2 separate regions of the Mus musculus genome follow, and region 2 is linked to region 1. The links are chromatin contacts, called in public HiChIP or PLAC-seq maps. All regions are on one chromosome and are shown on one strand. Each heading gives the region's core, a stretch centred on a gene start, on an enhancer-like site or on the middle of the called end of the contact. The rest is flanking DNA. Distances are from core to core; before and after follow the strand shown. Region 1 has its middle 76 kb from the start of Mir8110. Region 2 has its middle 6.4 kb from the start of Gm26331.

Region 1 (5,708 bases), core at 2,764-5,263:
ATGCTCAGGAGTAGCTGACCGATACAACTGGACTCAATTTTTTTTTTAAGAGAGAAAAAGGAAGAAAAACATAAAATTGGGAGGTGTGGGGGCATCTGGGTAGAGTTAAAAGAGGGGAAAGAATATGATTAAAATATATTTTGCGGGGGCTGGAGAGAGGGCTTAGTGGTTAAGAGCTCTGACTACTCTTCCAGAGGTCCCGAGTTCAATTCCCAGTAACCACACGGTGGCTCACAACCATCTGTAATGGGATCTGATGCCCTCTTCTGGTGTGACTGAAGACAGCAACAGTGTACTCACATATATAAAATAAATACATAAATATATATGTATATATATATTAAAATTATTAAGGAATAAATAAAAATATTTTAAAAGGGAGTTGGGTTCAGAAGGCAACACATAAGCTTCCAAAGGAACGAAGCGACCAACACTCCTACCTAGCCATGGTGCCTACGAACCACATCAAGGACAAGCATGGCACAGTAACCTACAGGTGCAGCAGTGTCACACATACCTTCGTGGAAACCAATGGCTCTCTGATTGGACTTAAGGCCCATTCAACAAGAGGGAGACCATGCCCGAGACAGGAAACCTAGCTAACTGTTTCAGTACTAGTGAAGTTATAGTTATTGGAGAAAAGGCTACAAAACTCATTTACTCAACCAGCATAAGCCTAACAGCAATCTGTAAACATCTGTCCTTAGACCCACACATATATACAGTCTCCCATCCTAACCAAGGAAACTTCTCTGTGCAGCAGACAGAGAGCACCACAGAAAATCACAGCCAAAAGCTAGGCAGAGCTGTGAGGCCAGTCCCAATGGACTACTACTACCTACTAAACACTCCTACACTTTCCATGCCCCATGGAAAACAGAGCAGAAAGATTGGAAGTTAGTTGTGAGTCTGTGTCTCCTACTAACACCAGAAGCTATACATGTCAAATCTCACCAACATGACCCAAGCATGAGCTGAACAAAGAGGGCACCAAGAAACATGCTTAGGTATACAAGGTGGAAGCCCATGGGGCCTCAACCCCACATAAAGGACTATAGGCAACTAATTAAACCTGAGAGGGACAGATGGCTCTTCTTAGAAAAGAGCATACCAGTTGGTTGTCCAGTGCCAAAGAGCCTGAGAACATATATACAAGTAACATTGTATAGACTCAACAGGTTATATTTAGGAGTGGATAAATATATACAAAGACATATATGCATACAATGACAACTAATTAAAAAAATGAGGCTGTGAATTTGAAGGAGAGTGGGGAGAGGGGCTGTATGGGAAGGTGTGGAGGGAGAAAGAAGTGTTATAATTAAAACACAGTCTCAAAAATAAATAACAAGCAGGGGGGAGGGGGAGTCTGGGGGAGATGGCTCAGTTGGTAGGATACTTACTGTATAAGCTCGAGGACATGAATTTAATCCCCAGAAGCCATATTAAAAAAAAAAAAAAAAAGAAGCAAGGTATGATGACTCAGCACTTATAATCCCATTGATGGGCGGTAACACACACAGATCCCTGAGGCTACGTAGCCAGCCTGCTCAGTCTAAATGACAAGCCAGGCCTCAAAAAGCAAAGCAGACATTTTATTTTTTATAGATTATAAAGTATGATACTTGAGGCTGGCCTTTGGGTTCTACACATGTACACACACACACACACCAAAAGTTACAGTCCCTATTCTGTATTTAAAATATATACAGTTAATAAGGACAGTACTGTGTTAGTAAGAGATGCTGTCCAGGCAGACTTCTCTTTTCTTCTTCTCATGTGCCCTTATGGTCTCTACTTAAACCTCTGTTGTATGTAACAAAGAAAGGCAACAGATGTGTTTGGATAAAGGATAGAGGTAGAGACACAAATGGACCTGTGAATCCTGTCCACAGGCCACCACAGCTGTCACCATCCGTCCCACGCCTCTGCATGGAGAATTTGATCTTTTGAGCTGTGAGTCTGGCAGTCTTGTGGCTTTTCCACCATTGGTGGTAAGGCTTCTTACAGTAGCGTGGTCACTTGGTGTCTCCTCAGTGAGCCCAGGACTGTGAGGAGTCTGAGGGACCCTGAATTCCCTTCTACATTTACCCAGCAGAGACCACCACCAGAGTCCCGGCCATGAACTTCAGCTGCTTTGGCAGGACCTGCACTTATGTCTCTGCTCTGCAGGAATGAGGGCCCTCAGGACTCTTAATTTGTGGGAGGCAGGAGTTACTGTGTGAGCAAACTGGACGTTCTGATGTCTCCCTGGTAGCCAGACAGTAGATGTGCTGTGAAGGTTTGTCTCTAGCAACCAGACAGTGGTTGTGCTGTGCAGGTTTGTCGAGTGAAAGAATGAGCGACTGAGTGAACAGTGTTGCTTTCCCTGGGTGACTCACTTCTGAGGTTCCTTTTTATCTCTGGGTTCCTGCAGGCCTGGCTGGGCCCTGCTGAAGGGCCTCGGATCATGCCTTCCTCCTACAAGCAGATGCTCTTTGACCTAGAGCAGAGTTTCAAGCTCTAGAGAGCTTCTAATCTCCTAATCTGTCACAGCGAGGGCCACCAGGCCCCTGCTCCAGCCAAGTCTCCGCCCAGCTCTGTCTCACCTGGGCTGACCCCTACATTGCCCACTCTCTTTCCTCTGGAGTCAAAAATCCCTCTGAAGGCCCTTCCTGGCTAGAGCTGTGGCTCGCGTGGGAGCTCACTCCCCATCTTGCTGACACCCACACTCTGTTGATCCCTCAAAGATCCAGTCCCGCAAAGGAATCCTCGACTTTCGAAAACTATAGATTGATCAAAAATTATAAACAGATTGAATTGACCCCAGGGAACAGAGCTAGTGTCTGCCCCATTGATACGCCAATGTTACAATGGTTGCTGACTGATTGGCAACCAGGAATTCCCAGAACTGTTTTCAGGGTAGTTGGGGCTGGAGGGAGGCACGGCTTCAAAGAGACTTTGCACATCTTGCCCTATCAAAAATAACAGATCACGGAAGCGTAACCTCTCCCCAGAGCAGATACGCATTTGCAAGGCAGCGAAACTACATAATTACAGACATAACGCGCTAAAAATAGGCCCTGTGCCCGCACAGGCAGCCAGAGCGTGGCACCCGAGCACAGCACTGCCACGTGTGGCTGTATTAATAGGGGCTGTGGCACCGTCCCAGGTGACAGATGAGGTGACTCGAAGGATTACAGCCACGGAGCACAGAGATCACGGAAACGTCCTGTTGCCCAGTGCCTGCTAAGGACTTGAGGACAGGACAGGGCAGAGGGAGCTGGTGCTCCACAGCTCAGTTACAACTGGAGCGAACTGTGATTGTGGGTCTCAGGACAGCTAGGACGACGGCTGGGGGATGGATGAGGTTCCCCAGACAATCACTGCACAATGTGTTGAAGGGTTTTACCCTGCCTCAAAAATATGCACACTAATTATGTGTCAATTAGAGATAGGCAAGAAGCTGAAGCTCAGAGAGGTTAAACAACTCTCCCAGAGCCACACAGCTAGAGAGGCAGTCTGAACTGAAGACTGACCTCAAAGGAAATTTTCTTGCCCGCCGCATCCCCAGTTGATTTACTAAGTCCGCCATTTCCTCTTGACTTCTCATCATGGCTAACCAGGGAAGGAAGGAGAGAGCCTTCTAGAACATCTTCAGGGCACAGCTGCCTTGATTATTATTTCATAACCTCTTTCCCAGCTGGTCCAAGCCAGCCCCTCAGCTCTGTTTCTAGTAGGCCAGAGGCTCCCACCCGAGGGGCAGAGAGCTGCCCAGGCCTGTAAGCCTTAGGTCAGTGCTGCTCTAATGAGGAGCCTGTGCTCCGCCATCTGCCTCAGGTGCGCCAGGCACTGATGGTGGGCTGACAAGAGCAGAGCTCTCAGCGCCTCCTGAAGCAGCTGGCTTTTGTGGAATGGATGCCGGGAACTGACTTAGGTCAGTAAATGGCAGGACAGATTCTAAGACTCGGGCCACTGGGCTCCAGGGTTGATACTCTCTCTCCTTGCCTGACTCACTGGCCACCTCCCCAGCCAATGAGGAGTCTCCAGTATACAAGAGACGCTTTCGGCAATTGACTTTTCGCCACAGGCCCTCTTCCTCCTGCGTAAGCTCCCACACCCTAACACCTGACACTTGCCCTATACCCCCCCACCCCCAGCCTCCCAGATCCAGAGCCAGAGACATATATCTCAGTTTCTTCCTGGAAGCTCCACAGCAGACAAGGAGCAGGTCAGCTTTCTTCTGGCCCTGAGCTATACCCCAGAACCTTCCTTAAGCCTGGTAGCTTGAAGAGTCTCAAGCTCCCAAATTTTCCTGTTTCCCTGGTAAATTTAAGGTCCTCTCAGCACAACTAGGGTCATTCGGGAAGAAGGACCCTCCATTGAGAAAGTGTGTCCATAAGATTTGCCTCTTGGCGAGTCTACAGCATTTCCGTAATTAGCGATTGATGCGGAAGGCTCGTTGCAGACAGTGCCGGGTGCCACGTCACATAAGAAAGCAAGCTGAGCAAGCCACGAGGAGCAAGTCAGTAAGCAGTGTTCCTCCATGGCCTCCGTTCCACCTCCCTTACCTTTGTAGCGTGTAATTATAAAAGTCAATCCATGCTATGGCCGGCTAGGCAACGGCAACGGCAACGGCGGTCTTCCCACACCCAAGGAAAGCCCCAAGCCGCGGCGGTCTGCCCAGGTTCCTGCGGTTAGCTGCCGTTTCCAAGCCAAAATGGGGATAGCCATGGGCGCGGAGAGACCGCCGTTGCCGGTGCCTCGCCAGCCATAGTGTGGATTGATTTTTATAACTGCACACTACAACCTTGAGTTCCTGTCTTGATTTCCTTGAATAAAGGACCGTGATATAGAAATGTCAGGGAAATTAATCCTTTCCTCCCCAAAGGAGGAGGTTACCATGGTGTTTTCTTAGCGCAATAGAAACCTCAACTAAGCTGCGCGGTGGCGCACGCCTTTAATCCCAGCACTTGGGAGGCAGAGGCAGGCGATTTCTGAGTTCCAGGACAGCCAGGGCTAACACAGAGAAACCCTGTCTCGAAAAACCAAAAAGAAAGAGAGAGAGAGAGAAAGAGAGAGAGAGAGAGAGAGAGAGAGAGAGAGAGAGAGAGAGAGAGAGAGAGAGAGAGACCTTAACTAAGATGCTGATCAAAGCTGGGAGTGCTTTCTTTCCTGGGTACACAGAAAACAGAAGGCGGTAGTGAATGAAGGGTGAGACCACGGTGGCTGACCAGGCTTGGATCTCAAAGCTCTGACGTAACAGTCAGACAAACGCTTTCTTCCACACTACACAGGTCACACACTTGCCTGGCTTTGTTTCAAAACGCATGCAAGGCAGGGTATGACGGCACACACTTGTGATTCCAGTGAGTCCAGCGCGGACAACATAGAACCTATCTCAAAATAACAAGACAAAACCTTATTTTTTTTTCCTCAAAAAAGAAAGCCAACATCTACCAAGGCCAAGTCAGAAAGCTCTCTAGTCCCCCACCAGCAAATGAGGGAGAGGGGGATGCTGGGTTCCTTGAGAGGAGGCTCCTCTGATGCCCAGACGCAAGGGCCAAAGATGGCGAAGCTAATACGCAGGGGGAGAGGGCAACAGAACAGGAAGTCAGCCCGGAGCCTGGCCATCCATCCCAGCATGCCTTCTCCCTCAGAAGCAGGGAGGGCGTGGTGGGAGCCCGATACTCACAGGCTCCAGTGTACCTTGACTCAAGCCACCTGGT
Region 2 (5,070 bases), core at 1,426-3,925, 630 kb after region 1:
CTCTTTCTTTCTTTCTTTCTCTCTCTCTTTCTTTCTCTCTCTCTCTTTCTTTCTTTCTTTCTTTCTTTCTTTCTTTCTTTCTTTCTTTCTTTCTTTCTTTCTTTCTTTCTTCTTTTCCCCTTCCTTCCTTCATTCCTTGTTTCCTTCCTTCCTTCCTTCCTTCCTTCCTTCCTTCCTTCCTTCCTTCCTTCCTTCCTTCCTTCCTTTCTTCCTTTCTCTCTCTCTCTCTCTCTCTCTCTCTCTCTCTCTCTCTCTCTTTCTTTCTTTTTTTATTTGAGACAGGGTTTCTCTGTATTATAGCCCTGATTGTCCTGGAACTCACTCTATATTCCATTCTGGCCTCAAACTTAGAGATCTGCCTGCCTCTGCCTCCAGAGTGCTGTGATTAAGGGGTACCCTAGTGTCACCACCGGGCATGTCTGAGGTTATTTTGCTTTGCTTTCGTGACAAGGTTTCATCCAGGCTGTAACTCAAGCTGGTGTCACATTGCGGCCATCCTTCTACCTCGACTTCCCACAGCACTTGAGCTATCACCCCTGCTCTGTTATTTTTCTTTGATGTTTTTAAGAATGTCTTGCCACAGACCATATGCCTCTACTTCTGGAGTGTAGTCATCACCAGCTACATCACCATACTTCACGCCAGGTTCTTTACTGAATTTTCTGTTTGGACAAACACATTTTAAGACCGTTCAGTCTTTGCTTCAGTGTTAAATTAATTGTCTCCCATGAGGAATTTTCTATCTTGAGTTGATAAACTGTAAAATATCTATGAAATCCAGATTTAAGCTTAGACACAGCATTCTCCAACATTCTATTCTTAATAGTACCTGGTGACCTTTTATAAAAGAGTTTAGCTGTGTGACAGAGTTATCATGGGGAACACATCTTTGCTCATGTCTCGGAGCATTCCCCTGCCACACACTGATGCAAACTCTCTTATCTCCCCTTCTCTGCACACGTCCACATAACCATGAAAACATCATGTTGCTGTTAAGCGGGTTGACTGCACCTGATACTTTGCAGTGCTGATGGGACACCCCTTTTCCACACAGCTCTAAAATCTTCTCACCATTCTCAGGTAACCATCCCCAATAGTAATAAAAATCAAAAGGAAAAGGTACTATTTAAATTGGTTTTTAGATCTGTTTCTTCTCTGTTCTTAGATAAGTCTTCAAACCAATGGCCAAGTCATTGATGTGTGCCTTTTCAAGTCAAGAGGAAAAAGATGACTACATTACTACATACTACATTTGCTCTTTGGAGCATAGAAGAAAGAAAGGAAGGAGCTAGGCCAAGTCTGAAGAACGAAGTGCTGACTAGGTAGCTGTCACTTAAACAGGACCTTTAACTATTTTTATGTTCACATTTTCTTCCCTAAATTAAACTTCTTTCCCAAGTTATTCTTCCAGTGATGTCAGCTGCCAATTCTGCATAATTTATTACATAAAATTTGTGAAAAATAAAATTAAAGAGAAGCCCAAAACTAGCACCTCTCTGTATCCACAATTTCTCTGACATTAAAAATGTATCAAGGAACTATTTATCAGAAAGTTATCTGGTTCCTGAATTGAACAAAATATTCAACTATGTGATTTCAGTGAAAAACACTGCCACATTTCTCACAACTATAAACCATAGCTCTGTCATATTAACAATTATACTGTCTCCAAATTAGGGTATAAAACATTTCCCCAATTTCTCATAATGCGTTTACTGTATAAAAGAATAACAGAGCTAATGAAGAATATTTGACCCATATCAAAATCACAAATGTTGGAAAAACATCCCTGATAAGTTATTTCTCTGTCGCTCGTGAAATGAGCCAATTCAAACCAGATTAGATTAGATTAAAGGCAGGTTTATTGAGAAGCTGCTCTCAGACAAGTTCACTGGCTCCAAGGATTGAGGCCAGAGGAGTCACCATGTGGGGTAGAGAAAGAGAAAGGGTATGTGCACACAGATGCAGAGAAAGACCAGAGGAAGGAAGAGAAGGAGGAGTCAGAGGAGAGAGAGAGAGAGAGAGAGAGAGAGAGAGAGAGAGAGAGAGAGAGAGAGAGAGAGAGAGAGAATGCAAAATGTTTGCATTATACAGGGAAGAGCCTCTGGGGGTCTGGGGGAAGGGCAGTCCAGCCTCTGGGCTGTAAAGTTCAGGGTTGAGGGCAGGGTATGCCAGGCAGAGACTGAGGGATGCTGGGAGAACCTGGAGTCCAAGTCTGCTTTGATATGTAAAATATGCACTTCTGTCTCCTGTTCTGCCTAAACCAAACAATCCCAAGAAGTTTTCAGGAAAATGTAAGAACTATGATAAAAGTGACAGTGAAAAATCCACCAGAAATATGCATTTTATCCAGTTTCAGCTTTGTGACAAAGAGTCTCTTTGGAGGAGTGGAGTGGGATTATCCTAAACCATACAGTTGGAAAGATAGATTCATATGAAAAATATTTGTAAATATCAAAAGAACTCTTAAGAAATATTGAGGTGGGTATTTGTATCCTATTGGATTGGCAAAGCATATACATCTATGTAGCTGTCTTTGCTATTTGGGTGTTCTTTTTCCACCCTTCTCTGCCCATTTTCCTATAACTTTCAACCTCCTAACAATAGATAAGAGAGAAGAAAAAAGAAAGAGAAAGGAAAAAGATCCCTGAATAGAGTCAGGGATCAGACAGGCTGTGGCATTATCATCAGAATGCTTCCTGCTTATTAGGGGTGTCAAGTTCCTTGGAGCAAGTTGAATCTTTGCTCTCAGGATAGCTAATGTCTCCTTCTTATTGTTTTCTTTTTCTTTGCATATGACTACTTAACAAATCAAGACCAACAACAACCAACAATAACCAACCACTCCTGTTAACCCATCCTGCCTCTTGGTTGCACCAGCGTTTATATATTCTCTGAAAAGTCACCAGAATTTTCATATATTTTCCCCAGAAACATCACATAATCACAGAAACTCTCTGCAGCTGTCAAAGTCTTGCCTCTACTAGAGCACGAGGCAAATCATAGTCAGCTGCTGTGGATGATGTGAAGCAGTCCCATATACCACACTTGGGATTTAAATGAAAACATATTCCTATATTTCCATGTTTTTCAAAGAAACCAAAGCTCTAAAATTGGTACTAGTCATACACATTGTGTACATGTATATATGTATATATGCATGGCAGCAGCCATGAAGACCATCAATGCAGTTTATTACATAAATATTAAAAAATATCTTCATTAAAGCATTACCAAAAAATTACTAACAGGAAAGGAAAAATGAGTAACTTAAGTATGCTTTATGTAGAAATAGTGTTAACAATTCAATATGAAAAAGTAACATAGACTATTCATAAAAGAAAAAAATGCAGTGTCAAAGAACTTATCAACCAAAGCACATTTTGAACATTTTGATATTTATGGATAGTGAGGTCTTGGGAAAACATGATTTCTCACACACTGGTGATGAGAAAAATAAATGAATATAACTTCTAAAGTAAGGTTTTTGTATGACATTGTTATGTCTTTTAGTGTCTAATTCAGGAAATTGAGAGCCCTCATGTTTGGTGAATAAATACAACTATTATATCTTCCTTATTGTTTGGGCTCTAGTGTGCAATGGCATGTTTTCTCTTCTGAGTGGCTTTCTTTTGAAGTCACTTTTAATCAGATATAATAATGGTGATGCTTGTTTGTTGCTTATATTTCTGGGTTAGGTTTCTGTCCATTGACTCAGGTTTTTGATGCCTTTGCCAGCTAAGTAAGTTCCTTAGCTACAACAGATAGTTATCCTGTCTGTGTCTTTTTGCTGATGAGTTCAAGTCATTTGTATCTAAGGTTCTTCTAAAGAGGGGTTGGCCATTCCAGCAATTCGTTGTTCACATCATGGTTGCTTGTGCTATTGGCATACCTTGTCCTCTCTTCTTAATATTAGGGGTTTGCAGGGCTGGAGAGATGGCTCAGCGGTTAAGACCACTGTTTGCTTTTCCTGAGGTCCTGACTTCAGTTCCTAGAAACCTCGTGGTGGCTCACAACCATCTGTAATGGGATCTGATGTCCTCTTCTGGTGTGTCTGAAGACAGCGACAGTGTGCTCACATATATACAATAAATAAATGTCTTTAGAAGATATTAGGGGTTTGCTGTGGTGGATGTGTTTGATTCTATGTAGACGACCCTTTGTTCATCTCCCCTCTTACAGAGTGTGCGTCTTCTATGCTTCTCTGAGTCTCCTAGAGGTCTAATTTCCCTCTGTCTGGACCTTTCTCTAGATTTGGGAAACAGTCTATCATTTAATTTGACATGTTCCCAATGACTTTTGACTTTTATCTCAGTTTCTTCTGATTATTAGGTTTTGTTTCTTAAACATATATCCGTTTGACTTCTTGGAAGCCTAGGTCATGTTTTCCATTTTAAAACCTTTTCCCAATATAAGCATGATACTTTAAATAATTTGTTTTATTTAAATAATTTGTTATACTTGTATAATTTGAATTTATATAATTCATCGGCACTACCTTCCCACAGTTCTCACCACTGTGCACCCATCCTGTATTTTCCCCAAATTTATATCTACTTTTTAAATTATCACTAACATACCATCCCTTGATTCCAATTAGTATTACCTGTATGTATGTACACAGCTGTGTGGCCATTCACTGCAGCAAGGGCTACAGTGAATGGACTACCTACCAGCCAGCTATATCCTCAAAGGAGAGTGACTTTCCCTCCTTCAACAGCATAAACTTCCAATAGCTCCTCTGCTAGGAGTGGGGACCCCTCCCCATCCATGTCAGAATTTTGACTGTATTTATCTAATATAGATAACTACAGCTACTGTAAGGTGATATGTGCAACAGCCATGCAACTTCCAGAAGTCTGCACTTTACAGCTCTTTTGCCCATCTGCAAAGTGGGCATTCTTTCCACCTTTCTTCCATAATATTCATTGAGTCTTGGGTGGGACAACGATGCTAATATACGCCCAGTCCACAGCTGAGCACTCACTTTTACTAAGGACTTTGACCAGTTATGAATCTTATACTAACAACTACCCAAGAAAAAAAGTTTTTCGATCAAAGTTGAGAGCA

The links. HiChIP or PLAC-seq counts read pairs in DNA pulled down with a chosen protein or histone mark.
Region 2: an H3K27ac HiChIP or PLAC-seq map of embryonic stem cells shows a contact between it and region 1, with 15 times the contacts expected there. The contact joins two enhancer-like sites. A contact is called at or near these places in 3 of 39 promoter capture datasets (cranial neural crest, embryonic stem cells and liver), 2 of 15 datasets of contacts at CTCF or cohesin (embryonic stem cells and stem cell-derived epiblast-like cells), 41 of 484 Hi-C or Micro-C datasets (the G1E-ER4 cell line, LSK cells, cardiomyocytes and 10 more), 8 of 115 datasets of contacts at active chromatin or transcription factors (embryonic basal ganglia, embryonic stem cells, stem cell-derived epiblast-like cells and 1 more) and 2 of 9 other capture datasets (embryonic stem cells and embryonic trunk).

What each region holds. Positions count from the first base shown.
Region 1 is chr8:88,946,093-88,951,800 of GRCm38.p6, forward strand. No RefSeq gene overlaps it. Among named protein-coding and RNA genes, the nearest start is that of Mir8110, 76 kb to the right of the region's middle. Within about 2 kb of position 4,014, at least 28 of the 459 cell types and tissues checked have an H3K27ac peak or open chromatin away from gene starts, as enhancers often do. A contact at or near this core is called in embryonic stem cells, where this site is marked.
Region 2 is chr8:89,580,611-89,585,680 of GRCm38.p6, forward strand. No RefSeq gene overlaps it. Among named protein-coding and RNA genes, the nearest start is that of Gm26331, 6.4 kb to the right of the region's middle. Within about 2 kb of position 2,676, at least 1 of the 459 cell types and tissues checked has an H3K27ac peak or open chromatin away from gene starts, as enhancers often do. A contact at or near this core is called in embryonic stem cells, where this site is marked.